Regions from separate parts of the Mus musculus genome. Here regions 1, 3 and 4 are each linked to region 2. Evidence: chromatin contacts called from public Hi-C and HiChIP or PLAC-seq data. All regions are on one chromosome and are shown on one strand. The core of a region is the stretch at or near the end of the contact, and the rest is flanking DNA. Distances in the headings are between cores, read along the strand shown. Region 1 has its middle 5.2 kb from the start of Gm22013. Region 2 holds the start of Ripor2 (RHO family interacting cell polarization regulator 2). Region 3 has its middle 17 kb from the start of BC005537. Region 4 overlaps Cmah (cytidine monophospho-N-acetylneuraminic acid hydroxylase).

Region 1 (6,295 bases), core at 1,326-3,825, 160 kb after region 2:
CCCCCGCCACCCCGCCCCCCAAGCTGATTGTGCCAATGAGCGTGGGCTCCTGTGAACAGATTAGGGATTGTGCTTTTTTCTGGAGACCCAGTTCCTTTCTCCTTTCGATCCACAATTCTTCCTCTCCTGAAGTTGGGGTTTGCATTTTTATTTCTATGCAGTTTTTGCTTTGTCTAACAAGCTCTGTGAAGTTTACAGCCCCGGCTGAATTCCCTGGGAGGGACCCCCTCCTTTTATTGTTATTATTTTTTTTTTCAGTTTCCCAGTGCAGCCTTTTCTTCTTACTCGGGACACTCAACTATCTCCCAACTGTCTCTTTCCTGTCCCAAGTCACTCTTGAGAGACATGACTGAAGTTTGAAGCCTTGTCCTTTTGATGGGAAAAGGAAATTCTAAGCTCAGAATAGGTCTCTTCTGGGACAGGCACACAGATGCCACACTTGCTGGGTAATGGTGCCGGAGCCAGTCTGTCTTCATGAGTACTCTGTGTGCTGTATCCAAGGCTAAAGTAGTGACAATGATTCCTAACAGACATGTCATATCCACCATAAGTGCCATGGAGATGCACCAGGGTTTGCAGGACTTGAACTGGTAGGGGGAGGACAATGGAGACTCACTGATGTAATGGTCCCAGAGTCCTGGTCACTGTGACTCCAAAGTCTAATTGAACCTAATACTTATAGCATCTTCCTACCCAGAGGGCCATACGATGCTTGTTCTTGGCTTGTGAAGCCGCTGATATTTTAATTAATTTTTCCAGGAAAGCATTGGCCTGCAGTTCTTAGAAACATCATTTTGCTGCCTGGCCTTGCAAGAATCTGACCTATTTTAGGAAGGCAGCTCACTGTGGCCTTAGGGTTCTTTTATGCAGGAGAGAGAAATGAAGCTCTTCTCTTGCTGGCTGGGGCCTGGATACACAAGTCAATTACAGCTACTGAACGAAGACTCCATAAATGTGCCAATGAACCAAAGGTCTTCACAGATTTGTACTGAGAGGACCATCCCCAAATAACCAAATACACTGTGGTAGACGATTAGGCAGGGCCCATCCTTTGGAATACCAGAGGATCACTAACACACAAGGCCTCTCAGGGCTGTGCCCTTTGGCAGTGTGATATCTGTGGCCACACCACCTAGCTTGGTTTATGAGCAAAAACTCCACTTCCTGAACATCCATGGGCTGGGGCTGGGAACACACTAAGAATCCACTGTCCTCTTTTCTAAAGAAAAGAGAAGAAAGAAAAAAGAGAAGAGAAGAGAAGAGAAGAGAAGAAAAGAGAAGAGAAGAGAAGAGAAGAGAAGAGAAGAGAAGAGAAGAGAAGAGAAGAGAAAAGAGGAAGATAAAAAGAAAAAAAAAAACCAAAAGAGTTTTCAGCATTAGAGGAGTGTCTTGGTTTCCTCTATTTCATCTTTTTTAAAAAAAATCTTATTTACTTTATTTTATGTGTGTTGGTGTTTTGCCTGAGTGTATGTCTATGTAGGAATGTCAGATCTTGGAGTTACAGACGCTGTGAGCTGCCATGTGGATGTTGGGATTTGAACCCAAGTCCCCTGGAAGGATAGTCAGTTCCCCTAACCACTGAGCCATCTCTGGAACCCCGTGTCTTAGGGTCTCTAGTCCTATTATAAGACACCATGAAGAGCAACTAGAGAAGGAACGGAAATAAATGGAAATCAGTACAGGATCTGAAGGCAGGGACCTGGAAGCAGGAACTGAAGCAGAGGCCATGGAGGAACAGTGCTCATTGGCTTGCCCACCATGGCTTGCTCAGCCTGCTTTCTTACACACCCAGACGCCCCCCCCCCACTAGGCTGCATCCTCTCAAACCAATATTTAATGGAGAAAATGTTCTTAGAGTTTCCTCTAGGCAATCTGATGGAGGCATTTTCTCATTTGAGGTTCATCTTCTCAGATAATGTCTAGGTTTGTGTCAAGTTGACAAAACCGGACTAAGCCAGGGACTCTAGTGTTTTTGTATTCACTGGACAGCACATCCATAAATAAAGGCCTTAGTCAGGCTTGTTTTGATGCCTAGTCTCCCAAAGATGTACAATTAGAAAAGGAGCAGGCAGGAGAAGGCAATGACCCAGAAGACAAGAAGAAACGTGGCTTTGTCTAATGAAGCAAAACTCAAACTGTTCTCTATGGCATTATGAAAACACTTCTTTCTTTGGATACAGCTATACAAAGTTTCTCAGAGTTTGCAGGGAAAATAGACACTTGCCAATCAGAGGTAAGTCTGTAATTCTTATAAGCTCAGAACTGTGGAATGGAGGGAGGAAGAGAGCTGAGAGTCTGAGAGCATCCCGGGTTACACACCAACATCTTGTTTTAGAAAAGAAATATACGATCTGATTATCCTCAATCTGAAAGGCAGAAGGAATGAAGATGTCGTATGCCCTCACAAGAGCTCTTCTTTTACAAGATGTAACCTGAATGCCTTAGGTGGTTCCCCATAAAAACGGGTGATTCCTGGAACGGAATGTGCTGGAAGGAAGCCTTCCTCCCCTTAGGTGCTCCTGAAGAGAATAGCTTCTCTGTAAGTCTCTCAACCAAATAGCTCAATAACCTCAAACAGCTCAACAGCCTCAAAGAGCTCAATTGGTGCTGTGCAGTGCTCTTCTGTCACCTACTGACAACTTTGGCTCATTGCAGTTTCCCAGGCCTTGGTGTGTTGTCCAGCTCAAATTAGAGTAGTTCAGCGTGTCCAAAGGAAAAAGTAAATATCTTTACATTCTGGACAGCTATCCTATTTTCTCAATTGTCTTCGGTCTTCTACTGCTAAAATAATAATACATGTTGCTGGAGAGATGGCTGAGTAGAGATGTGCCTGCCACAGAGCTTACCCTGCAGGGTATGTGTGGCCCCTCCTCCCAGTAAATAAATCCGGCTTGAGAGATGGTTCAGTGGTTAAGAGTCTCGTTGCTCTTGCAGTCACCCCAGGTTTGATACCCAGCGCCCATATCCAGTTGCTCACAACTGCCCGTAACTCTAGCTTTGTAGAATCTGCTGCCATTTTCTGGCCTCGGCAGGCACATGCGTGTGGTACACATACAAACAACCACACAAACACATAAACAAACAAACAAACAAACAAATAAATATACTATCTAAAAAGAAACACATTTATTAATTAAAAACAAAATAACATGTCAAACAGAGTCTTATATTTTTTGTAATTTAATGTCTTGTGATTGGTATAAGTACTGTATATTTTAAAGTATTTGTTAGGTTTTTTTTTTTCATAAAATATGATTACCCTTAAGGCATTTAGGAAATCATGGGTACATTCGTGTGTGCATGTGTGCACGTGTGTACGTGTGTGTGCACTCGAGAGAGTGTATTCACAGTGGTGGTGTTTTTGGGGGATGGCCTGGGGCTTATATAGACTGATGTAGTACTGTTGAACTATATCCCAACCTCTGAAGGTATTTTAAGAGAGAAATAGTCTGTGATGGTCAGGTCTGCTTGTCAACTTGGCACATCCTAGATCTACCTGGAAACAGAGTCTCAGAGAGGGACTGTGCAGAAGAGTGAGGTTGGCCTGTGGGCATATCTGTGGGGCAATCATTCTGATCCCATTAATTGAGGTGGGGAGATCTGCCTATTGTGGGTGTCACTGTTCCCAGGGTTTGGGGCGGGGAGCAGATAAATGTCAAGAGGGTGCTGAGCAAAAGCAGGCATCCATTTGTTCCCGCTCTACTCTCACTGTGGACGTGACAGGCTGCTGCCAGTTCCTGGCTTCACTGTTCCAACACGGAGAACTGTAGCTTGTGACTGTAGACAAACAAGCCTCCTGCTCTGAAGTCGCCTTTGTCAGGATATTTTATCGTAGCAAGAATGTGATCAGAACTTAGTCTATATTGCAAATAGCAGAGGGAGGAGTCTTTGCAGAATCAGTGTTGTGGAACTCCATGGAAAATCAGCAAAGGCATAGGAGCATATGCAAATTATGTAAATACAGACTCCAGGGCGGTCATACGCACAGGCCTGTCCATGCCTTGGAAGACTGAGCCGATGTCAGCAAAAGCCACAGTTCAGTTACCCAGCCTCAGGAATTCTAGCCAATGGAAAGAATCTAAATGTATCACATGCGCGCACACAGACACACACACACAGAAAAAGCATGCTCACATAAACTTGCATATACACACAAAACCACGTGTACACACTATTAGGTATTCTCTTATTTTAATATAAAAATTAGATCGTTCTTGGAACTCACAGAGACTTGCCTCCTTCTGCCCACAGAGTGCTGGGAGAAAAGGCATGTACCAGCCTAAAAGTTATATTTCTTATAACATAATTTTCTAAAAATAAACTTTATACCTTTTTGGATCAGTAAACAACAAAAAACCCTACATTGTTTTCATGGGTGGCGACATTTGTTATTTTACTTTTGTATACTTATTATTTACATGGTGTTTATTTGTACAAGAGGAATACATTTTAATGGAGATAATTACCAGTTGAAATCATGTCAGTTTTTAAAGTATAATACTTCAAAAATGATGACTACTAGCCTACTAATTTGTCTGCAAGAGAAACCAAAAGATTGGCTTGATTTCTCTAATGTGCCAGGAATGCAGTTAGAAGAAAGAAGGGGGGGAAGGAAGAAGGAGGAGGAGGAAGAGGAGGAGGAGGAGGAAGAGGAGGAGGAGGAGGAGGAGGAGGAGGGGGAGGAGGAGGAGGAGGATGTGGGGGAGAGAAGAAGAAATCCCTGTATTTTTCCCTACAGCAGTGGTTCTCAACTTCCCTCATGTTGGGACCCTTTAATACAGTTCCTCATGTTGTGGTGACTCCTCCCCCTACCATGAAATTATTTTCATTGCTACTTCATCTTTGTAGTTTTGCTGCTGTTATGAATCATAATGTAAATATTTGTGTTTTCTGATGGACATAAGTGACCCCTGCAAAACAGTCATTCAACCTCCAAAGGGGTCATGGCCCACAGGTTGAGAACCACTGCCCTAGACAGCGATGGCTGTGACCCCACTGGTAGAAGCAGAGCTCATGGAAGGCGTGAGTCCTGGGAAAGCCAGGGCATCAGTGTAAATGCTTTCAGTTACAGGTTTTCCTTGACCTGAGTGTGTGTGTGTGTGTGTGTTGGATGTGTGACTGTGTGCTGAGAGGTCAGAGGTCAATGTCAGGTGCCTTCCTCAATTGCTCTCTACCTTATTTTGTGTGACAGGGTGTACCTCACTGAACCTGAAGCTCATCATTTCAGCTGGCTTGTCTTGACAATGAGCTCCAGGGCTCCTCCCATCTCTGCATCCCCACTCCCCTCCAGTTGGGATCATGGATACACACTATAACCGCAGGGATTTGCATGGGCGCTGGAAATCTGAACTCGGTTCTTCATGTGTGCATGGCATTCACTTTATTGGCTGAGCATATGAACTGTGGAGACTCCACAAAGTGCTTGTAGGAATGCCCTATGTTGTGGTTGGTTCTGGTATCAACTTGCCACAATTTAGGAAGGAAACTAAATAAAAGGGGCTATTTTCAGAACGAAGGTCAGGTCACCTTTTGCTCACATGACCTCCCCTCTTGCTGCAGAGTGGTATGTGCTCTGTTGCTGCCTCTGATTCCTTCTCTGACAGTAGAACCAGCTCTCCCAGTATTCCTTGTGGGCTAGGACCAGCAGCTCTCCAGATCCTTTTGGTCTTCACTGAAGCACCCTGCATGTGGACTGAACTACTGGACAGGACATTCCCCCAGTGAGAGACTTCTGTTCTGTGACTACCCAGCCTTAGGAATTGACTCCTGGGTTCTTAGTGTCTAGGGTTGTTTGTTTTGCTCATTTATATGTGTCCCTGTGCGTGTGGTTCTGTTTCTCTAAACTGACTAAAACTCCCCACACCATGTCTGTGGGTGTCCTCCTCAGGGCCGTCTCTCTAGAAGTCCCTGCCTCCTCACTTCTGTCACCACACTCTCAGATCCTCAATCTAGGTTCATGCAAACAGGGAAACAGTTGCTAATAATAACTTTTCTGTTACAATTTTCTTTTTAAATTTTTGATATGGTGTGTGTGTGTGTGTGTGTGTGTGTGTGTGTGTGTGTGTGTGTGCACACGTACAGGAGCACATGTGTGCTTGCTCATGCCAAGATGCACATGTGGAGGTCAGACGACAATTTTCAGGAGTTGTTTCTTTCCTTCCACCATGTTGGTTCTGAGGATTAGACTTGGCTGCAAGCCTTGACTCACTGAGCCATCCCGGTAGCCCATGATATTCAAAAATAAGCCATAGTAGGACAAACTATCTTAAGTTACTATAGAGATGTGCAATAGCTT
Region 2 (6,728 bases), core at 3,733-6,232:
TTGTCGATCAGGAGTCAATGTCTTCTCTTGGCTTGGCACAAACCACAGGGGCCCCAGGAAGAAGCCAAACAGCCCCTCTGAGCCCTAGGGAGCCAGGGAGCCTGCTGATCTTTTCATCTGGTAGTTTCTCTTTTCCCTTCCACTCACCTCTCCTAAAAGGTGTAGCGCTCTCTGACCTACCTTAGCTCTTTGCCTGGGGTGATCATCCTCGTACTGTCCAAACCCCAAATGCTTCTGAGTGAAGGGGTGTGTTTGGTATCGACAATGATCTTACAGCGGCATGTGTAAATGCAGGGCTGTGCTTTGAGTGTGGCTCCCATGTCTTCTAAGAGTTGTACAATGGAAGTATTGGAAAGTGGTAGAATTGATCCCCAGGTTAATTGGGAGCATACAGAGAGTATGGAAGGGGGTGTGGGATTCTAGTCTCTCCCTGTCCCTGGTTTAAGATGTCATTGTTTGCTTCATACTTGCTCATTTAATAGTTACCTGCTAGGAGGTGATGCAGTCAAGAGGTGGCTCTCACCAGGCCGCTATAATACCATCCAAACGGTGAGCTAGATACATAAGTGTCTCTTTACTTCCTAAGCACCCTGCATCAGGTATTTTGCTATTATGACAAAGAACTGACTAACACACAGGACTAACCAGGCTATGTAGTCATCCAGTTGCCTCTTCCTTCTTCTCTTCTGGATTGAACTTCCTGGAAGTTAGAATTCATATTTTATGTTTTTACTATGAAGGAGAAATCTCACTCTGGCAAAGATCCCAAGAACTTGCTCAGGGAACACATGCATAAGCAGGAGGAAAAGAAAAAGTAGTATTACCCCACATTACCTATCAATGGACATTAAAAATCCACGTCAGAATTAAAAGTGATTGGTAATCAATTTTTTATATGTATTTTAGAATAGTGTAAAATCTGTATGCCATTTTAAAAGAATGTGATAAACCATTCCCTTTGTTTAAGGCTTGCTTCTTGCTCTGGCTAGAAGCTCAAGTTGGTCTTACGGAAGACAACATAAAAATACTGCATCTCATTTTCTTTCACTGTGAAAAAAATTCCAATTTCTTTTTTCATTAGTGTAATGAACATAAAAACATTCAGTGACCTCCCCCATCAGTATCTTATAAACAAAGAACAATAAAATAAGCTGGACCAGCTTCCTCTCTTCGAGGCAGTCTGGGTTTCCTTAGAAGGAGGAAACCCCTCGAGGACCCATGACTAACAAATCCTGACTAGATAGCCGCCACACTCAGAAAAACACCTATTATTTCCAGGGGATGATTCCAATCTAAGTAAGTAAGGGATAAGCTTACTTGACCAAATCAACCAAACAAAGACCTGGACCGTTAGCCCAGAGAGGAAGCCTGTGGCTTCAGAGGGGAGGCGCACAAGGAGGACCAAAAAACGTGGGTATTTCTGAATTAGCTCATGCAAGATATGGAATGGACTGTTCCGTGGAGTGCCTGAGAAGGCTCCTATGCCTGTTACATTGAGGTTTTCACAGGAAGGATGCTGCCTGGAGAAACTGAATACAATATGACAGCTTAGAGGAATGAAGCTCACAGCGGGGCTCTGCTGGGATATAGAGGTGCAGTTTCATAATCCCTTCCCCTTTCTGAACACATCTTCCCAACAGTCCCATTGTGGGCTGTTTACATGAGGACTGATGGAAGACACCATTCCACACTGAGGTCTGCCTTTGTGGAACCAAACACTTGCCTATCTGTAGCTCCTCCCACACCCCCACCCAACTCCCTTGACCCATTGTCTGATTTCAGTTGGTATTCTTTTCTGGTTGAATGGCCTCAAACACAAGCAGTACACCCCCACCCCTCACCATCCAGGAGCTTTTCTTGGTAGATGAGACTAACCCTGGTAAAAGATCTGTTTGCAAGCATGAAGCCCCTGCTCAGAACCAGGCAAGGGAAGCCCAGATGGAAAGCCAAGTCTGCCATTGCCTGGGGATCATCCATTGTGCAGATTAAATGACTTTCACTTCCACTCCTACTTCCTCTCAAGGAAAGCAAGAGGCTGGTTTCAGACTTGTTGCTTCTTTTCAGAATAAAAATAAAACTGCATTTTAATTTTTTTCCAGCCCTTGAATGCACTGATGTTAGAATAGAGCACTTGTTTGTAAACTCTTTAACCCCAAAGGACCATTGTAAGAAAGCTCTGATCATTAACTATGAAATCTGAAGGGTATATTGTCTACTCTCTATAGCTACCCTTCTCTGTTTGGGTCCTCTTAACAGAAGTGGGGTGTAATAAAATGAGCTCAAAATGTAACAAGAGGGACTGGGAAGATGGCTCATTTAGTAAAGTACTTGTCACACAAGCATGGGGACCTCAATTTGATGCCCAGTACCCACGTAAAAAGCTGGACATGGCAGTGCATACCTGCAATCTTAGGGCCAAGAAAGCAGCGAGTGGGAAGTCCCTAGAGCTCTCAGCCACTTAATCTTGCTGAATTGATGAGCTTCAGGTTCAGTGAGACTGTCTTAAATAATAAGGTGAAGACTGACAGAAGAAGACACCTGAACACACACACCCACACACACTCACACTCACACACACATTCACACAGAATGGAGGAGGGGCAGGAAGGGAGGGAGGGACAAAGAATAACAGAAGTGGTTGGGTTCATTTAGAAGGAGGCACATGGTTAATAATGTAGCTGAGTCCTAGGGTCTATCCTGGTGGGGATAGTTTCTTGTTAGTGACAGAAGATTTAGTCAGCACGCCTATCATGACCCCATTCCAAAGCCTGGACACTTATATAGGTGTAGTTCCCCAGATCCAAACAATAGGCATAAAAACCTCCTCCTTGGGGCATTCACTCCTGAAAGCAGACAAGTCCCTTCTCTGCTTCTCTGCTAATCAACAAAAGGAAAGGAGTCAGAGAACCTGTGTTTTGGTAATCAGGCTTCCGGGCAAGGCCTCTGGCCGGGCTAACAGCCTTCCCTCTCTCGGGTTTGGCAGTCTCTATATTTATATTGAGGACAAAATATTCCTAGTGAAAACATCTCACATCAGAGTGTCAGAGGAAGAGAGCAACAACACCCATCAGGGGGCTTTTGGAAAAGCAACACATGTGCTATGTTTTGACTAAACATATTCTCCAATGTTCTTTTTCAGATGGTTGGGTGCAGTCAGCTTTTAGACAGGCAAACGCATTAACTTCTAGGGCAAAGGCCACCTTGTGGCTGGATCTCCACTCTTGGGACGTCAGCAGGAGCTCTGATGTTGTTGGAGGTTGGACTGAGTAGACACCCCCCTCCCTGCCCTAAGATTTATTGCCGCAAAGCGAGGGTGCCTACTTTACAGGTAACTGCTGGAGATTGGATTGAGGGTGCTGGTTCTTTGCAGGAGTTGTGCCCTGACCTCTCTTGCTGTAACAGCAGATAGAAGGCTCTAGTGGAGCTAAACCTTATGAATGGGACTCTCAGAGCCTGCTCTAAGAGAAGTAGGCTAGTAGGAATACTGGGTGAGGGTGGGAAGGAGGAGCGAGGCAAACCTGACCCAGAAAACTCTCCCAAAACAAAACAAAACCATCCAACCAACTAACATCAAAAACAACGAAACAGAAGAAGGAAGAAATGACTGTGTCAGGAAACAATGGGCGGGTGCTCATATTTGCAAGGGGAGCTGAGAGGAAAGGCAGCTTGTGTGTGTGTGTGTGTGTGTGTGTGTGCTTTAAAGACAATCACATTGTTCCCCCAGCTGAAGTGTTGACATTTCTTCACAGTCACTCATGCAACATATAGGTGTCCCCCAGACCAGAGCCTATGGGCTGTGGATCCCACTCTGCCCCACCCCCACTCCCCAAAAAACATTGCTAGCTTCTCTAGGATTTCGTCTTGTTTTCTCACTCAGGAGCTGTGACTGTCCACAGTCCTGTCATTCTCGCACCTGAATGGCTCTGCTTAGCGAATTCCAACGCCCGCCCTCTTCTACAGCGAGGGGTCTGCATCCCTATCCAGGAAACTGTGGGAGGGAGCTATGAGGTAATAAATAGCCTGAGGGAGAACTACAGAACCCCCCCCCCACCCCCCGCGCACGTTCAATATCACAGACACCTGCTAGGGTTAGAGTGTTCCCCAAGTGTGACCCCGTACCCCAGTCTTTCCAAACACAGGTTGGCATCAAAAACAACACATTTCTTTTGGCTTGCCCTCTTCCCCATTCTCACCGGTTTCACGTGGCCAATTTGGAACAGCTGGGTCCCAGCCAAGCTCAATTGCTCAGTCTGGAGGCACATGAAGCCCTTGGAAATTGCGATCCTCCCTCTGAGCTGGATCACCCATCGCTGCTGGGTGCCCGGAAGTCTTTCGGAAGCCAGGGTTCATCCACGATCCCACCCGCGGGATCCCCTGTCCCTGACAAGCCCCTACCTTAGGTAGTGCCACAGGCTTCTCTAGCCTTCTCAATCGGTCCTTCCACAGTGCGGGACATCCTTTGGGTCGGCCTGCGCTAAGTGCACGGCCCCTCTTCCTTAATAACTTCCCTTCTCGTCCCAGCCCACATCAGGCTCCCCGGATTCGCCAGGACCTAGGAAGCCCGGACACCCAAGGGTTCTTCTTAATATGCCAGGCTCATTCAAGCCCAGGACACTCCTCCATACACCCACCTCATGCCGGTGGAAACCAAAATCAGCCGCAGAGAATGTGTTTAAGAGGCGCGTGCACCTACCTGCCGAGAACGCTCCTAGTGCCCGGAGACGCTTAGTACCGGGTGGCATGTACCACCTCGGCACCCACGCACCGCCCCTCGCTGCCGTGCACCTCCGGCTCCGCGGACACCGGTGCTCGTTCCTCCCAGCCAACAGGGAAAGGTCCGAGGGTAACAGTCGTGGCCCCAGCGCTCGGGCGTCGCACCAGCTGCCGCCGCGCCGGGTGAAGTTGCGGGGCCAGAGGACGCGCGGGTGGCAGAGAGCGGAGCGAGCGCGGTAGCGGAGAGGGCGGTGGGGAGGCGCGCACGCGGGGGCTGGCGCGTCACCGGTGGGGGGGGGGCGAGGGAGGAGGGCGGGTGGAGACAGCTGCTTGATGGTCCCTTCAGCCCGACTCCTTCAGGGTGCGCTTGGGTGCTTGCCTCCAGCTGATCGTCTGCCTGCACGTCAGGCTCTGGGACACTAGCTTGTGGCGCAGCTTAGAAGGACTCCGCCGCAGGGGAGTTGAGACCAGCCGGACACGGAGCATTAGAGGAGATCTCAGCTGAGACAAGAGTGCCTGTGCAGCCAGCCTTTGGGGATCTCAAAAAGGGCCGTGCATTGCAAATGATGAGATGGGGGAGGGTTGTGTGCAGTGGTGAAGAGTGAAGTTCAAGGCTCAAGGCAGGAGTTATGTTGAAAAGCCCGGTTGGAGAGGGCCTCTGGGTACAAGTACCCAGGGCTTGTTTCGACAGAGGTTTCACTATGATAGGGAGAAGCAAGACTTTTGTTTGACTTTGAAACCTCTCTTTTGGTGTGAATTTGAATTATACATAAGGCTATAAAATGTAGGTGGGTCTGACAGACAGAAACATTCCATAGAAAAAGGACCTTTAGAAGCTGAGTGTGGTGGCATTCAAGAGGCTAAGGCAGGAAGGCTGCTGTAAGTTCGATGCCAGCCTGGGTTATATATAGTAAATCCCAGGTCAGCATTGGTAACTAGGCTATTATATGTGTGTGAGTGAAGAGTATGAGGTTGGGTATTCTAAGGACCTGGAGCCCAAGAGTGGACTCTGCGTCCATCCTTAGGTTGGCAGTCTTCCAGGCCTCAGTTTCCTCCTCAGGGAAACTGTCTTACTCATACAATTGTGTATTTACAATATGTAAAATCAAAGTGTCCCACAAATTCATCCATCACATTCCAAGCTGAGACCTAGTCACTTTATGAGGACATTAGAATCAAGAAGTATAAACCTTGACCAACAAAGGCTAGGAGAGGAGTCTATGGCAGCATCAGGAAACCTGGACATCCTTAGACCTGGAAAACGCAAGCAGCTGAATCACACCCCACCTAAGGATACAGCCAGACTTCAGGGATCACCCAAGGAGGAGCACTGTACAGGCCTCTCACCTGGACCACGAGGCCATGGCTTGAGAGGAGCTCAGACAGGCTACCCTTGCCAGCTGCATTCTCCAATGCCCTTCTCTCAACTCAACACACTCCCCATCAGGAAGCCACCTTCCCATGTGGACATTCCTTCCTAGGAGGAAAGCGTCGACTACGACTACACATGTGACAGCTTAGCACACAGAGGGCAAGCAAGCTCTCTGTGTGTTTCCTCATGGGTGTTCTGCTCAACAAGCAAGTCCCTAATGCATCAATCCGTACAGAACTAAACGTAAGTTTATGGCGATCTTCTTATCCCCTGACATTAGACTGTTTACACCTGGCTGTAACCTTTCAGTATTTTGATTCCCACTTTATAGGCAGGCAAACTAAGGTTACAGAGAGTTAGCCTAACTTGTCCAAGATGACCCAGCCTCATCGACTTTAGATGCTCATGCAAAAAAGAGACATGGCTTGTGGGGAGACATTCTTCATGGCACACCCATCCTTTGGAGGACACAGCAAAGCCGGGCTTGGATTCCTGACGAGTGGAAATTGTGAGTTAATGCTGTGTGTTCTTTTAAATGACTGTATGTTGATTTCTTAGGCAGTGATAGACAATAGTCTATCTACATTGCAGAAACAGTGGCCTTAAAAAAAAAAAAAACAACCCTGTAAACCACAATGTGACT
Region 3 (6,729 bases), core at 83-2,582, 150 kb before region 2:
CTAGGAACACATCTTCTGCATGCCCGGGAAACCTTCTTCTGGCTTCCCATGTGCAGCCCATGCTTTCCTCGTAGGCTGTCTTTCCCTGGTCCCTCAACCTTTCCCATCTACGGGCTCTTTTCTAGCACCATTTAAACACTCACACCTTTTCCCTCTTGGTTTGCCAGACTTTATTTTTCAGTGCTGGGACTGAACCCACAGAGTTAGTTTTCTGACTCCACAGAAGCGCATGCTACTCCTTTCCTGACCTACTGCGTGAGACCTATCAGACCACTAAATCTCCCTTAGTCGATCTGACAGCAGGTTCTTATTGATAAAGGAATAGATATATTTATATGTACTTCTTTTATTTTTGCAGGGGATTGGAAGCAGGGCTTTGTGCATGCTAGGTGAACATTTTCCCACTAAGTTATATCCCTGGCTCTCATTTTAGTTTTGTAGACAGTCTCACTAAGTTGCCCAGGTTGGCCTTGAACTCATGCTTTAGCCCAGGTGTGCAGTGAACTTTCAGTCCTCCTGCCTGAGCCTCCCAGGTCGATGAATTAAAAGCCTGCACCAACAGGTCATGCCATATTGCTTAATTTTTTATCATTAACCAACACTTAGATCCTAAGATGCTTGCTTTCAGCTCAGCATAGTGGCACACACCTTTGATTCTAGCACTCTGTAGGCAGAGGCAGGCAGATCTCTGAGAGTTCAAGGCTAGCCTGGTATACACAGTAAGATCCAGGACAGCCAGAACTACATAGTGAGACCCTGTCTCAGAAAACAAAACAAAACATGCTTCCTTTCAAGATGCCAGTGCTGTCCTGCTGTCCTGCTGTCCTGCTGTCCTGCTGTCCTGGTTTGATTGTTTTACAGCCCTTCCTGTCAATGATCTTCACAAGTAGGTCCTGGGTCTTCTGTCAAATCTCCCTAAATTATCCATCTTTGCAGCAAGGACAGCAAGACTCCAAATGTAGAGGGATTTGTTCAAGCTTGCATTGGGTGATACCACCTATCAGACTAAGGCACAAACTAGCCTTATTCTGTGTAATATCTAAATCGGTCTATTTCATGCTTGTTGTGTGGGGCACTGGGGATACCGGGCATTAAGATGCTATCTTGCCTCCTCCTCTGCCTCTTGCAATCTGTTTACCCTTTCCTGCCCCTTGCCTGCCCAGCTCCATCACACATCAATGATTTGTTGATGGCTCACTGCATCTAGAAGAGTTTTCTTGATCCTAGGCCTGTGTAGGCTCCTCCTCCTCCTGAATTCTCTGCTGTGCCTTGTGACAGTTCATTTTCATGGTCGACTTCACCGGATTTAGATTCACCTCAGTGACTCATCCTAGGGTGGGTGGGGGAAGGTGCTCGCTGAGCGGTTGGCTGAGAGGACACCACTTACCCTGGGTGACACCTTCCTTGGCGGGAGTCCTAGACTGAATGAAACAGGACAAAGGAACAAGTGAGCTCGGAAGCAGCATTCATCTGTCGTCTGTGGATGAAATGCACCCGCTTTCCTCACAGGCTGTCGCCACATGCAGACTGTGCTCTCCTCTGCCCTCCCCACGTGCTCTCCTCTGCCCTCCCCACCTCCCTAAGTCCCCTTCGTCAGGTGTTTTGCCACAGCAGTGAGAGAAGTAACTCCCACATCCTCTTCCTATTTTCTTTCATTTCTCACATCTTCTGGCGACCCCTCACTTCTCCTCTTCCCATGAGGCCTTTCTTTCTAAGTCTCGAGGTTGGCTCTCTAGTTTAGTCAAAAAGTAGAACCACCACTGTCTCCATTGCATTTCTGTTGCTGTGTTAAAAACCCAGACCCCCCCCCAAAAAAAATCGACTTAGGGGAAGAAGAGTTTATTTAGCTCCCAATTTCAGGTTACACCCCAATTGTAGCAGAGATGTGAAGGCGGAAACTTGAGGCAGCTAGTCCCATGACATCCACAGTCAAGAGCAGAGGGAAATAAATGCATGCTTCCTGTTCATTTATTTGTTCTTATACAACCCGGCACCCAAAAGCAGGGATGTGACACCCACTTTTGGGTCCAGTCTTACAGCAGTTAAAAGCAAGCAATCGAGACAATCACTCACAGACATGCCCACAGGCCATCCTGATCTTCACAATTCCTCCTGGGAACCCTCTTCCCAAGCGATTCTGAGTTGTGTAAAGTAGACAGTTAAAGTTGGCCATCACAGCCGGGGTAACAGGAGTCAAAGTAAACCTTCCATTTCCTCAGGGTGTGGTCCTTAGTGTGCCCATGGAGGCCAGCAGAACCATGGGCGTGGTCCTTAGTGTGCCCATGGAGGCCAGCAGAACCATCTTCAAAACTCATAGTCCCAACACCTGGCATGAGGGTTTTACTAAGAATTTGTTTGCTTTATGAATAAGGAGAAAAATGAGACACTTCACATTAAATATTTGAATTGATACTTGAGAAGTGTTATCTTCTCAAGCAAAGAAAAAAAAATTACTACAGGAGCCTTATTCTGTGTGGAGGTAGACGAGAAGCCTACTGTCTACCCCATCCAATCTGCTCATTCTGTTTGCTTTAATACAGTCCATGTTTAGGGAGACAGACTAAAATCCAGTCATCTTTGTTATTGAACTTCTAAGGGACAAGCTGGTTGTGGTGATGCGTGTCTGAATTCCTGACACCTGGGAGGCAGGAGCAGGAGGATGCAGAGGTGAAAGCCAACATGGGCCGCAGAAGGAACTCAAGGCCAGCCTGAACTTGTGAGGCACTGCCTCAAACAATAGTTTGAAAGAATACTGTCTAGCTATGAACTAAAGTTAAGTTTGGTCAACAGATGAGATAAACTCAATGCAGAAGGTTAAATGGATGAGTCTCTCAAATCCTGCTTTTAATTTAGACAGAGTCTTTCAAAGATCTGCTTTTAATTTAGACAGCATTGTTACCTAGTGAGAAGGGGGGATTATTGTGATAGAGAGAGGTCACTAAATTATTGTGAATAAGTTTGTAAAGATTTTATTTATCTATATATTGATTTTTTACAGACAAGGTAGTGCACGCCTTTAATCCCAGTGCTCAGGATGTAATGTAGGCAGTTATATGTTAGTTTCAGGCCAGTCTGCTCTACATAGCAAGTCAGTTAGGTATACCTAATGAGGCCAGTCTCAAGACAACAGAAAAGAAAGGCTAGAAAAAAGCCCACGTCTATATGTGTTCATGTCTGTGCATGTGTGAGTGCAGGTAAACGCTGAATCCAGAAGAGGGCATCAGATCTCCTAAAGTAGAGTTGTACAGGTGGTCGTGTATCCCCTGAGGTGGGTGCAAGGAATTGAGACCCTTTGAAGGGCTGTGTGAGCTCCTACCTGTTCAGAGCTCTCTCTATTCCCTGAAGGAACTGAGACCCTTTGAAGGGCAGTATGTGCTCCTACCTGGGAACTGAGACCCTTTGAAGGGCAGTGTGTGCTCCTACCTGGGAACTGAGACCCTTTGGAGGGCAGTGTGAGCTCCTACCTGTTCAGCACTCTCTATTTCCTGAGGATGGATATTTTTGAAATTGAATCCAACCATGATATTTGAAGAATTCTGTGGGTTTGATTTTACAGCTTGGGGTTTGGTATAACAGCTTAGAGGAAATCAGTGGGAATTTCTTTTCTCCTTTTCTTCTGGAAAAATATTGTGACACTTCTTCCTAAATATATCAACACACTCTATTATAATCTACCAATGACAGAGATCTAAAAACTGGGATTAGCCGGGCGTGATGGTGCACGCCTTTAATCCCAGCACTTGGGAGGCAGAGGCAGGCAGATCTCTGAGTTTGAGGCCAGCCTGGCCTACAGAGTGAGTTCCAGGACAGCCAGGACTACACAGAGAAACCCTGTCTCGAAAAACCAAAAATAAATAAGTAAGTAAGTAAATAAATAAATAAATAAATAAAAACCTGGGATTGTGGGCTGGAGAGATAGCTCAGCAATTGAGAGCACCAACTATTCTTCCAGAGGTCCTGAGTTCAAATCCCAGCAACCACATGGTGGCTAACAACCATATGTAATGAGATCTGATGCCCTCTCTGGTGTGTCTGAAGACAGTGACAGTGTACTCACATCCTCAAAAAAAAACCAAAAAAACCCTGGTATTGCATTTTTAAAAAAAGATTTATTTATTTGAGTACACTGTAGCTGTCTTCAGACACACCAGAAGAGGGCATCAGATCTCATTACAGATGGTTGTGAACCACCATGTGGTTGCTAGGATTTGAACTCAGGACCTCTGAAAGAGCAGTCAGTGCTCTTACCCGCTGAGCCATCTCTCCAGCCCTGGTATTGCATTCTTATTGATTTAGTTTGCATGTGTGGGTGGAGCAGGATTATATGCTTCAGGGGATATAAATTCTTTCCTTCCATTCCGTGGATCCCAGGGATTGCACTCAGGTTATGAGGCCTGGCAGCAAGTGTCTTTACCAGCAGAGCCATCGTGCTGGCCCTATTGTTTATCAAGTTAATTACTCTCTTAGAATTCTCTCTTCTGTTTCCACAGGACCCTCTCAGATCAATCTGCTCGCAGCCCTCAGGATACTGTTCCCTAGTTCCATTGTTTTGTGACTTGGCCTCTTAAGAAGGCTTATTTACTATTCCTGGGGGTAGGCATATGTGCATGAGGAAGTCAGAGGTCAGTTTTGTGAGGTAAATTCTCTCTTCATCTTTACTTCCACTGCACCTAACTAGTAAATAAGCCTTATGCGCAAGTGCAAGAGTGAAATCACACCTAGTCACTGCCCATCTCGCAGCGTAGTAATGGGGTGATGGGCGAGCAACGAATCAGGAGCTGTCACGCCACATCAGGTGCTGAAATGTCACGCTGCAGGCTATATAAGCAGCGCCATTTTCCCGGTTCGGGGTCTTCCCTCCTGATAAGTAAGCAATAAAAACTTTGCCACAGAAGATTCCGGTTGTCCTGAGTGTGTTCTTGCCGGCGGGGGCAAAAGCTCGGGATACTACCTCACCCTACCCCACCACCCCCAGTATTTCTTTCTGCTTTCCCTGACAGACAGCCTTAGTTTGAAATCAATCCTTTCCCCTTTTCACCTACAGAGCAGCTATCTCTGTTTCTTTACTGTGGCCTTCGGATTCACCCAGGAGGAATATGTATGCTCCCACCCTTTTTGATCAGTATAGAGGATGCAGGCCTCAGACCCCTCCTCAGCCTAACCCATCAGAGCAACAGCCTCTGGAACCTCATCCTCTGGCGCTGTCAGCCAGCTTCCTCTCCCCGCCCTAACTTCACCTCAACTTCATTCTTGTCACCCACGGCACTCTCCACATTGCCTCTGTTGGCTCACACATACTCCTGTATTGATGCCCTTTATCCTCTCAGGAAATGGCTGTCTGAAGGGCATTCACATCTCTTTTTCTATGCAGTTCTCTCCCAGATAGAAAGGCACCCTGGTTCGCCCTCTGTTGACCCCTCTAATGTCATCAGAGTTCAGGTGCCTTTTCCAAGCCTATACCTCACCTGACATATACCATAGGAAAAGCCCTGGATGCATGCTACTTTGAGTCAGCGGTGGACTCTCCTCAGAGCTTTGGTTTGGTTTGATTTGGCTTCGAGCCAGTAAGAAGCTGACTCAGGAAAGACCCACACTGTTGGCAGGCATCCTACTGATTAAATCAGGGCCACGAGAATAACCTTCCTCTTGATTAAAAGCAACTTACTGAATGGAGACCTTAATTATGCCCATAAAATTTCATGGCTGTTTCGATATAACCTAGTGTAAACTTGGGCACAAGGGAAAATGTGGGGCATTTTAGAAATCTGACCATCATAGTGTGGTGTCAAGAATTTGTATTGGCGCTGATATGCTGTGTGAGACATGTTTCTGTTAAAATTTGTATAACCCTGAGCAAAGGTGGTTGTGATTCTACATGGTTAAGGATCACTTCTACATCTTTTTTTCTGGAAAGTGACTATTTCTTAAAAAATTAATTATTGTATGTGTGTGTGTTGTGTGCACGTGTGTGTGTGCATGCATGCTAGGGCACATGTGTGGAGGACATTGTGATGTTGGCTCTCACCAACCTTTATATGAGTTCTGGGGATCAGACTCAGGTCTCCTGGCTTGGGAGATAAATGTTCTTACTCACTGAGCGTCTCATCCACGCTAAACGTTTTTCCTCTGTAGCCAAGGTTGGCCTGGAACTGGTAGTAATCCCTCGGCCTCAGCCTGCAAGCTCTGGGATTACAGACACCAGCCACCATATTTGTGGCTTTGCTAGTTTAGAGGCAGATTTTGACGTTTCAGAGCTCTGTATTGGGTCAAGTTGCTTCTCCATGTATTCAGTTTGGAGAGTTCACTCTGGGACATTTATACTAAAATATATTAAAACCAAGAGTCAGAGCATCAAAACAGGAAGCTGTTTTTACACATGCAAAAAGCATGCTTCATGTATTCCGACAAATACGCATCCTGGGCATTGTAATAAACGTGAGGCCTTGCCTTTGCTTTTCATTCATTGCAAGAGAAAAGGATGTCTGGACTACAGGGATCAGGGGACTGCCATGGTTAGTAACCCCAGAGTGTTGGATATTGTGATACCGATTGTCAACTGGAAGGGATTTATAAGTGCTCTGGAAACTGGTCTATGAGGGATATTCAGAGGCATAGGATTCCCTGGAGCTGGAGTTGCAAGTGGCTGTATGCACCTGATGGGGGTGTGGGGATCGAACTGGGATTCTCTGCAAGATTGGTGTACACTCTGAACTGCTAAGCCAGCTCGTC
Region 4 (6,137 bases), core at 1,327-3,826, 240 kb after region 2:
TAGGTCCCTGAAGGAAGCAGTCACATCGCCACGGGTTTAACTTTCTGAAAATTAGCAAATGATGATTCTAAGTGAAGCTATGAAATCTTGGGGCTTTGACTATTCTTATGTATGTGTACAGGTACGTATCGTATATCATATCTGCCTGTGTGCTTATGATTGCATATTGTTTGTATAGTTCCAAATTAGCTTATAGATAAATCAGCACCCACTAAAGTGTAAATTTAGCACAAATGCCCTTTAATTCACATGATTTAAATATATGTGTGTTTATACAATTTTCCAATTTATTTCTATTTTATATTTTATATATAAATTTTTATTTCTGGTTTTATTGAGACAGGGTCTCTCTAGGTATCACTGACTGTTCCTTAGAGATTTACCTGTTTGGGATCAAAGCTACCATTCTTAGCTATGTGAGCATAGTTTTGGAAATATGATAATTTAAGTTTGTTGCTGAAAGAAAAGTAAAGATTTTTTTTAGTTGCCAACTAGAGAGACCTTTCAACAGTTAGATGTGACAGTTAGATGTGACTCCTGCTCTTCCAGATGACCTGAGTTTTGTTCCCAGCTCTCACCTCTGGTAGCTCACAATGGCTGTAACTCCAGGTGATTGTACCCCTTTTTCTGGCCTCTTTGGGCACCTATACACTATGTGTAGTGTACATATTCCCAACCCCGCACCCTGCCTACTGTCAGATCAAACATCGAAGGGACCCATGATAAACAATGCCTTGGGGGACTGTGAGAAAAGCTCCAGGAAAAAAGGGAGATGGCCTTTTACCTCAGGTGCATTTTGTCCCCTGGATTGTCCTTGAACATGATTTTGTGCCTCCTGTGACAAGCATTTACATTTACTGTATAAGAGAGGTTCATTCTTGTTAAATATGAGAACATAGCTATAGAACCCAATCTGGTCAGTGTACTCTGAATCCGGATATGGCCTTCTGCCTTGCTTTCCCAGATTATACCTGGGAAGATACACACCAGGCAATTGTGTTTACATCAGTCTGTCCTGAGGCAGTTCTGGGAACGGGCTGCTCTGTTAATATTTAGTATGTGCTTTCTGGCATTTACTTACATATTTTTCTGATCATGTTTTTTTCTGGCCATGTTTTTCTGAACTCAACCTTCCTTGCATTATTGCTTTTTTTTTTTTTTTTTTTTTTTTTTTTTTTTTTTTTGCTACATTCATATATAGAAGTGTACTGAAATTGAAGTAAGTTTTTCTACACCATTAAACTACAATTTGCCCCGTTCTTTCAGCATCTTGAATCCTGGGTCTTGAAGACACAGTTCTGAATAGGCCATCAAAAGTTGATACCATGCTCATAATTGTTTTATTGATAACAACTGTTTTGCCTAGGCTAGCAGTCAATCCGGATCATACTTATCTGTTTCATACTTAACAGTGGAATAGCCAGTGTTTTCTGCTTCAGGAACAGCAAGCTCTAAGGGCTTATACTGGTAAAATAAATAAATAGATAGATAGATAGATAGATAGATAGATAGATAGATAGATAGATAGATAGATAGATAGATAAAGTCTTGACTGTTACATGATGATATCTTGGGAGGCCTACAAGTAATTATAAAGAGTAAATACATTAAGTAAATTTAAATAAAATGTGTTTTTAAATGCATTCTTCCTGTAACTTAAAAACCTAAACGGTTTTATGATAAACTAGTGTGTCCTGTCCCAAATAATCTTGTCTTGTTTCAAGTTGCCAATTTAAATAATAATAATAATATAATTAAGCAACATAATTTGTTTTCTGAAAGGCCTGGTAGCATATATCCATAATCCCAGCACTCAGAAAGCAAAAGTAGGAAGTTTGTAGTTCAAGGCCAGCCTGAGACACTGTACACAAAATTACTTAAAAAAATCATAATAATTGTAAAAAAAAAAAAAAAGGCCAGTTAGTGATAGAGAATGAATCTTTTGCTAGGAAAAACTAAAGAGGAAATAAAGATACATTTTTGTGGTACTAGATGTTGAACTGAGGGCTCCGTGTGCTGGTAAGTCCTCTGCCACTGTTGATTTTTTACTTTTAGTATTGATATAGGAGCTCAAGCGGTTGCCCACGGCACGGTTTCCTCGAGTTAGCAATCTTCTCGTCATAACGTCCTGAGTAGCTGGAATTAAAGGTCTGCACCACCGTTCTCAGGTAGAGAAAGAAAAATCTTTGCATAACTTCCATATGATAGAACAAGATTTTATTATTGTATAGACTTACTAAAATAGATAGGACAGGACTATAAGATAAGCAAAGGAAAGGAAAACAGTCCAGGATGGTAATTACACAGTCCTGAGAAGTTACTTTGTGTCTCAGAGTGCTCCTGATGTATACAGAGGCCTCTCAAATGCTGCTCTGGATTCTGATACTGACTTTTCTTGGCTGCTAGAGATGCTCTTTATGGTTTTTTTTTTTAACAACATAAGGGTGACTGAAGCAAAAATTTTAAAAAAAGAGAGAGAGAGAGAGAGACAGCAAGCAGTTTTACTGAAAGTCACCCTGCAGTCCCCTTGAGGGAACTTTGAAGGAAGAAGCCACTTCAGGTATGGTGGTACGATTTCCTGGGTTCATCATGCCGTATAAAGAGGGCATGAAACCAAAAGGTTGTGTTTGTGTGTGTATGTTAAAGTATAAAGGGGATCATGAGAAGGAAGGAAGAGGTATCAAGGGAGGAAGAGAGGAAAACTCAAGTTGAGCTTTGCTCTTAGCTTCTTAAATTCCACAAAAAGGATGGCACATATTCAGTGTGTTTAGAAACATGTGCATGATCTGAAAGCAGAAGATGGACTCTTGGGAGAAGGAGGGCAACCATCTGGAGGAAGAAGTGGGCCCCAGGGTGCAGACACTGGGTCGAGAAAGCAAATGAGAACAAACTATACGCATGAAGATGCCAAAAGGAAACCCGTTACTTTGCATGTCAAATTTATTTATGCTTAAAATAGACTCAAGTGAACCTAACAATGTCTATAAACAAGGTCCAAAACTCACTGAAAACAAGGGATTAATCACAAGCATCTCCAAGCTGCCGATTTTGGTCTGTTTTAATCTCCTGACTGATTCTGCTATTTTGAGTTAGAACCTACAGTTGCGTTTGTATCAGATTGTGTCAGAAGACACAAAAATTCATTTTGCTTTTGTTGTATTCTCTCAGTTGACCTGTTTGCCTGTTTTGGAATAAATTTCCCCAAGACATTAAGTATATATTTCCTGGGTTATTTAAATGAGGAATATAAGTTTTCTAATTTTATTCAAGACTTCCCTCAAAATTTGCTGAGCTTTAAAGTACTACACTAAAACAATTACAAAAGGAACTCAGGTGATGGAAGCAATTGTGACCTTAAGATGTATCACAGTTTGGCAGTGGGGGAAGTGATACCCTAAGGAGGACAACACAATGTCTACCCACTCAGAAGTTGTCTTGGAGGATTAATCTTCATCTCCTTAGCCTCTCAAGGATGAAAAGCGGGGACTAGAGAGATGGCTTAGGGGTTAAGAGAGCTTACTGCACAATCATAAGGGCTGAAGATCCCAGCACGCATTTAACAAGCTGGGCATCGCACATGTGTCAGTTAACCCCTGCTCTGAATGGGGCAAAGGCAGGAGGTTTGCTGGTACTTGCTGGCTCCCAGCCTAACTAAGAAGACAGGAGCCCTAGATTCAAGGAGAGACCCTGCCTCAAAGAAATAGGCTGTGAACATAGAGGACGATACCTGATGCCTTCTTCTGGCCTCTGAGTGGGTACATCCCTGACCACCCATACCCACACAGAGACATACCGAGAGAGGGAGAAAGAGAGAGAATGAGAGAGAGAGAGAGAGAGAGAGAGAGAGAGAGAGAGAGAACTTCACAGCTTCTGTATTTCTCTCTGATCTCCCCTCAGCCACACTATCTGTCCACCTCATTCTCTATAGACAGCAAGCTCTTGGGCTCCTGACCACTCATTTTCAGGTAAGCCGTAGAAGAAACCCGAGCCTTATTTCCCCAAGCAAACCACACCATTGAAAACAGTATTCAAATCTTCCCCTTACCTTTCTGTCTTAGAGCTAGCCATGAAGACATTTGTTGACTTGTCTTGCCTGAGAGTAGATCCTAAGACCTGTGTTTTACAAGAGATACTGTGCTAAAAGTCAGGAGAAAGGAATGTGTGCAGACAGAACAAGAAGACTCAAGGCAGATGGGCTTGCTGACTTCCCACTCAGATTATTGTCTGATTAGATCATCTATCTTTTGCTCAAACACATCAGACAATGGCTGTCCATGCTTCAATTCCTCTTATGCCAGCAAGTTACCCATGAACGTCACCAAAAGGCCCATGAAAATCCTATTACTTCCTCCAGCTGCTTTTATTTATCATTATACTGTTTGTGTGATAATATGTGTGTCCATGTGCAAATACATGTTATGACACGCATGTGGAGCTCAGAGGACAACTTTTGAGAGCCAACACTCTCTTTTACCATGTGGCTCAAGCTCAGGACCACCAAGCTAGCAGCCAGCGCCTTTACCTACTGGGGTACATTACCTGCCCCCTTCAGTTCATTTTAATCTACAGTCTTGCTCTTAATGACATGTAGTCTTCATTCATTTCCTCAAAATATAGCCATGTGCCTGGAATACTCTCTGCCTCCTGTGCACATATTTAGCTTCCTTACCTCTCAGCCCCAAGTCAATTCTCATCAAGGAAGACTTCGCAGAGAAGGGGAAATTCACTACAAGCATGACCCTCTCACAGTACCATGACCTTTTCCTTCGTGGGACATATCCAAAGTTATCGTTTGGTTTTTAGCTCTGCTGTTTATCGATTTCTCTATTCCATAGAAAACTGTCAGACATATGTATACATGAGTCTTCATGGTTCCTCCGCAGCCTGACGCACAAAAGGATTTTAATAAACAGTTGGGTGACCATTGCAACTAATAGCCCACACAGGTGATTCCCACAGAATCTTCTCAGGAACCTACGATTTAAACCTGATGCCACCCAAGGGTATCTTCACAACAGTTGTGTGCTTACTTGTAAAAGTAAAACGAGATGTTACATTTGACATTCTAGATTTCAAAAGTATAACAGAAGGCACCCCGAATGCTGACTAGGAAGTGCTCTAAAGGATGATTTGTACTGTGTTTGATATTCCCCAACAGAAAGAGAAGGCGGGTGGGAAATTGTTCCCACAAATGGTCAGCATCTTATTGGCAGGTGTTTTAAGCCTGATTACATTCTGTTGCTGTTTGTTTTGAGAACATGTAGCCAAAGTTGGCCAAGAAGCCATGACCCTCCTATCCTCTTCTGAGATCTTTGGATCCGTGAATTTAATTTACCTCCTAGGCCAAAACATCCTCAGGTCCAGACCCCAGCTCTCTAAGCCCTGGAACCCTTGTTGCTCAGTGTCTCTCTTGGCTGTGACACTTACTGTGCTCCTGAGCAAAGCAGAAATTATTAATATACTAGCAGAAGGAAATGCCCAGAACCATAAAGATCTGCTGGCAGCTGCTCAAGAGGAAGAGAAGTGCCCAGAGAGCGACCGGTGACAGTGGACTGCCGAGAGCAGGCTCTGGAAGATAAAATGTATGTGGATGGCAAACAAGGTGTGGGCAAAGTGGACTTTCCACACAAGTACCTCAGTTAACTGCCTACCCAATGTTCCTTAGGTAGACACTGCTATATCTTCAAAGATAATTTTAGAGTTGCCAACTCTGCCAACAAAAACACTCAGTTCTTCTACCTAGTCACAGAACACGAAAGACAATCTACTACGGATGTGAACCCTTAAACTTGATGTGGTCATCTGCACCTGTAATCCCAGAATGGGGAAAGTGGAAGCAGGAGGATTAGGAGCTTGAGATCATTTCGTCTTGGCCTTTTGGCTAAGATCAAGTGTAGGAACTTAAAATCATCCTCAGTTACAAAGGGATTTGAGGACATCTTAGGCTACATGACAATCAATCTCAACAAGTCACCACCTGCAAACACACACACACACACACACACACACACACACACACGAATAGCATAAAATTGAAAACATACCTTTACTCCCTTCTGAGTAGACAAAGGTGACAGCATCCAAGCTGGTCAGGAAACATCAAAAGGCCCAGGCCCAGATCTTCTTTTAATTGATGT

The links. A called contact is a pair of places that touch in the nucleus more often than the background predicts. HiChIP or PLAC-seq counts read pairs in DNA pulled down with a chosen protein or histone mark.
Region 1: a Foxp3 HiChIP or PLAC-seq map of regulatory T cells shows a contact between it and region 2, with 5 times the contacts expected there. The contact joins the enhancer-like site here to the promoter of Ripor2 in region 2. A contact is called at or near these places in 9 of 39 promoter capture datasets (the C10 cell line, cranial neural crest, embryonic stem cells and 5 more), 1 of 15 datasets of contacts at CTCF or cohesin (CD8 T cells), 2 of 484 Hi-C or Micro-C datasets (Th17 cells and nephron progenitors), 26 of 115 datasets of contacts at active chromatin or transcription factors (the 230-238 cell line, the HPC-7 cell line, SST interneurons and 19 more) and 1 of 9 other capture datasets (pancreatic islet).
Region 3: a contact with region 2 is called in a Hi-C map of natural killer cells, with 2.8 times the contacts expected there. The contact joins the enhancer-like site here to the promoter of Ripor2 in region 2. A contact is called at or near these places in 3 of 484 Hi-C or Micro-C datasets (granulocyte-monocyte progenitors, natural killer cells and nephron progenitors), 2 of 115 datasets of contacts at active chromatin or transcription factors (effector CD8 T cells and microglia) and 2 of 9 other capture datasets (adipose tissue and liver).
Region 4: a contact with region 2 is called in an H3K4me3 HiChIP or PLAC-seq map of pro-B cells, with 3 times the contacts expected there. The contact joins the enhancer-like site here to the promoter of Ripor2 in region 2. A contact is called at or near these places in 1 of 484 Hi-C or Micro-C datasets (B cells), 5 of 115 datasets of contacts at active chromatin or transcription factors (the 230-238 cell line, embryonic limb bud, embryonic stem cells and 2 more) and 1 of 9 other capture datasets (adipose tissue).

The regions. Positions count from the first base shown.
Region 1 is chr13:24,478,406-24,484,700 of GRCm38.p6, reverse strand. No RefSeq gene overlaps it. Among named protein-coding and RNA genes, the nearest start is that of Gm22013, 5.2 kb to the left of the region's middle. Within about 2 kb of position 2,575, at least 15 of the 459 cell types and tissues checked have an H3K27ac peak or open chromatin away from gene starts, as enhancers often do. A contact at or near this core is called in CD8 T cells and regulatory T cells, where this site is marked.
Region 2 is chr13:24,636,902-24,643,629 of GRCm38.p6, reverse strand. Ripor2 (RHO family interacting cell polarization regulator 2) reads right to left here and starts at 4,982. Exons shown (of 23, transcript NM_029679.2): 1 at 4,694-4,982. The coding sequence starts at 4,742.
Region 3 is chr13:24,780,929-24,787,657 of GRCm38.p6, reverse strand. No RefSeq gene overlaps it. Among named protein-coding and RNA genes, the nearest start is that of BC005537, 17 kb to the left of the region's middle. Within about 2 kb of position 1,332, at least 121 of the 459 cell types and tissues checked have an H3K27ac peak or open chromatin away from gene starts, as enhancers often do. A contact at or near this core is called in effector CD8 T cells, granulocyte-monocyte progenitors and natural killer cells, where this site is marked.
Region 4 is chr13:24,395,395-24,401,531 of GRCm38.p6, reverse strand. Cmah (cytidine monophospho-N-acetylneuraminic acid hydroxylase) reads right to left here. Exons shown (of 17, transcript NM_001111110.2): 2 at 6,045-6,137. Among named protein-coding and RNA genes, the nearest start is that of Gm11342, 23 kb to the right of the region's middle. Within about 2 kb of position 2,576, at least 23 of the 459 cell types and tissues checked have an H3K27ac peak or open chromatin away from gene starts, as enhancers often do. A contact at or near this core is called in the 230-238 cell line, B cells and pro-B cells, where this site is marked.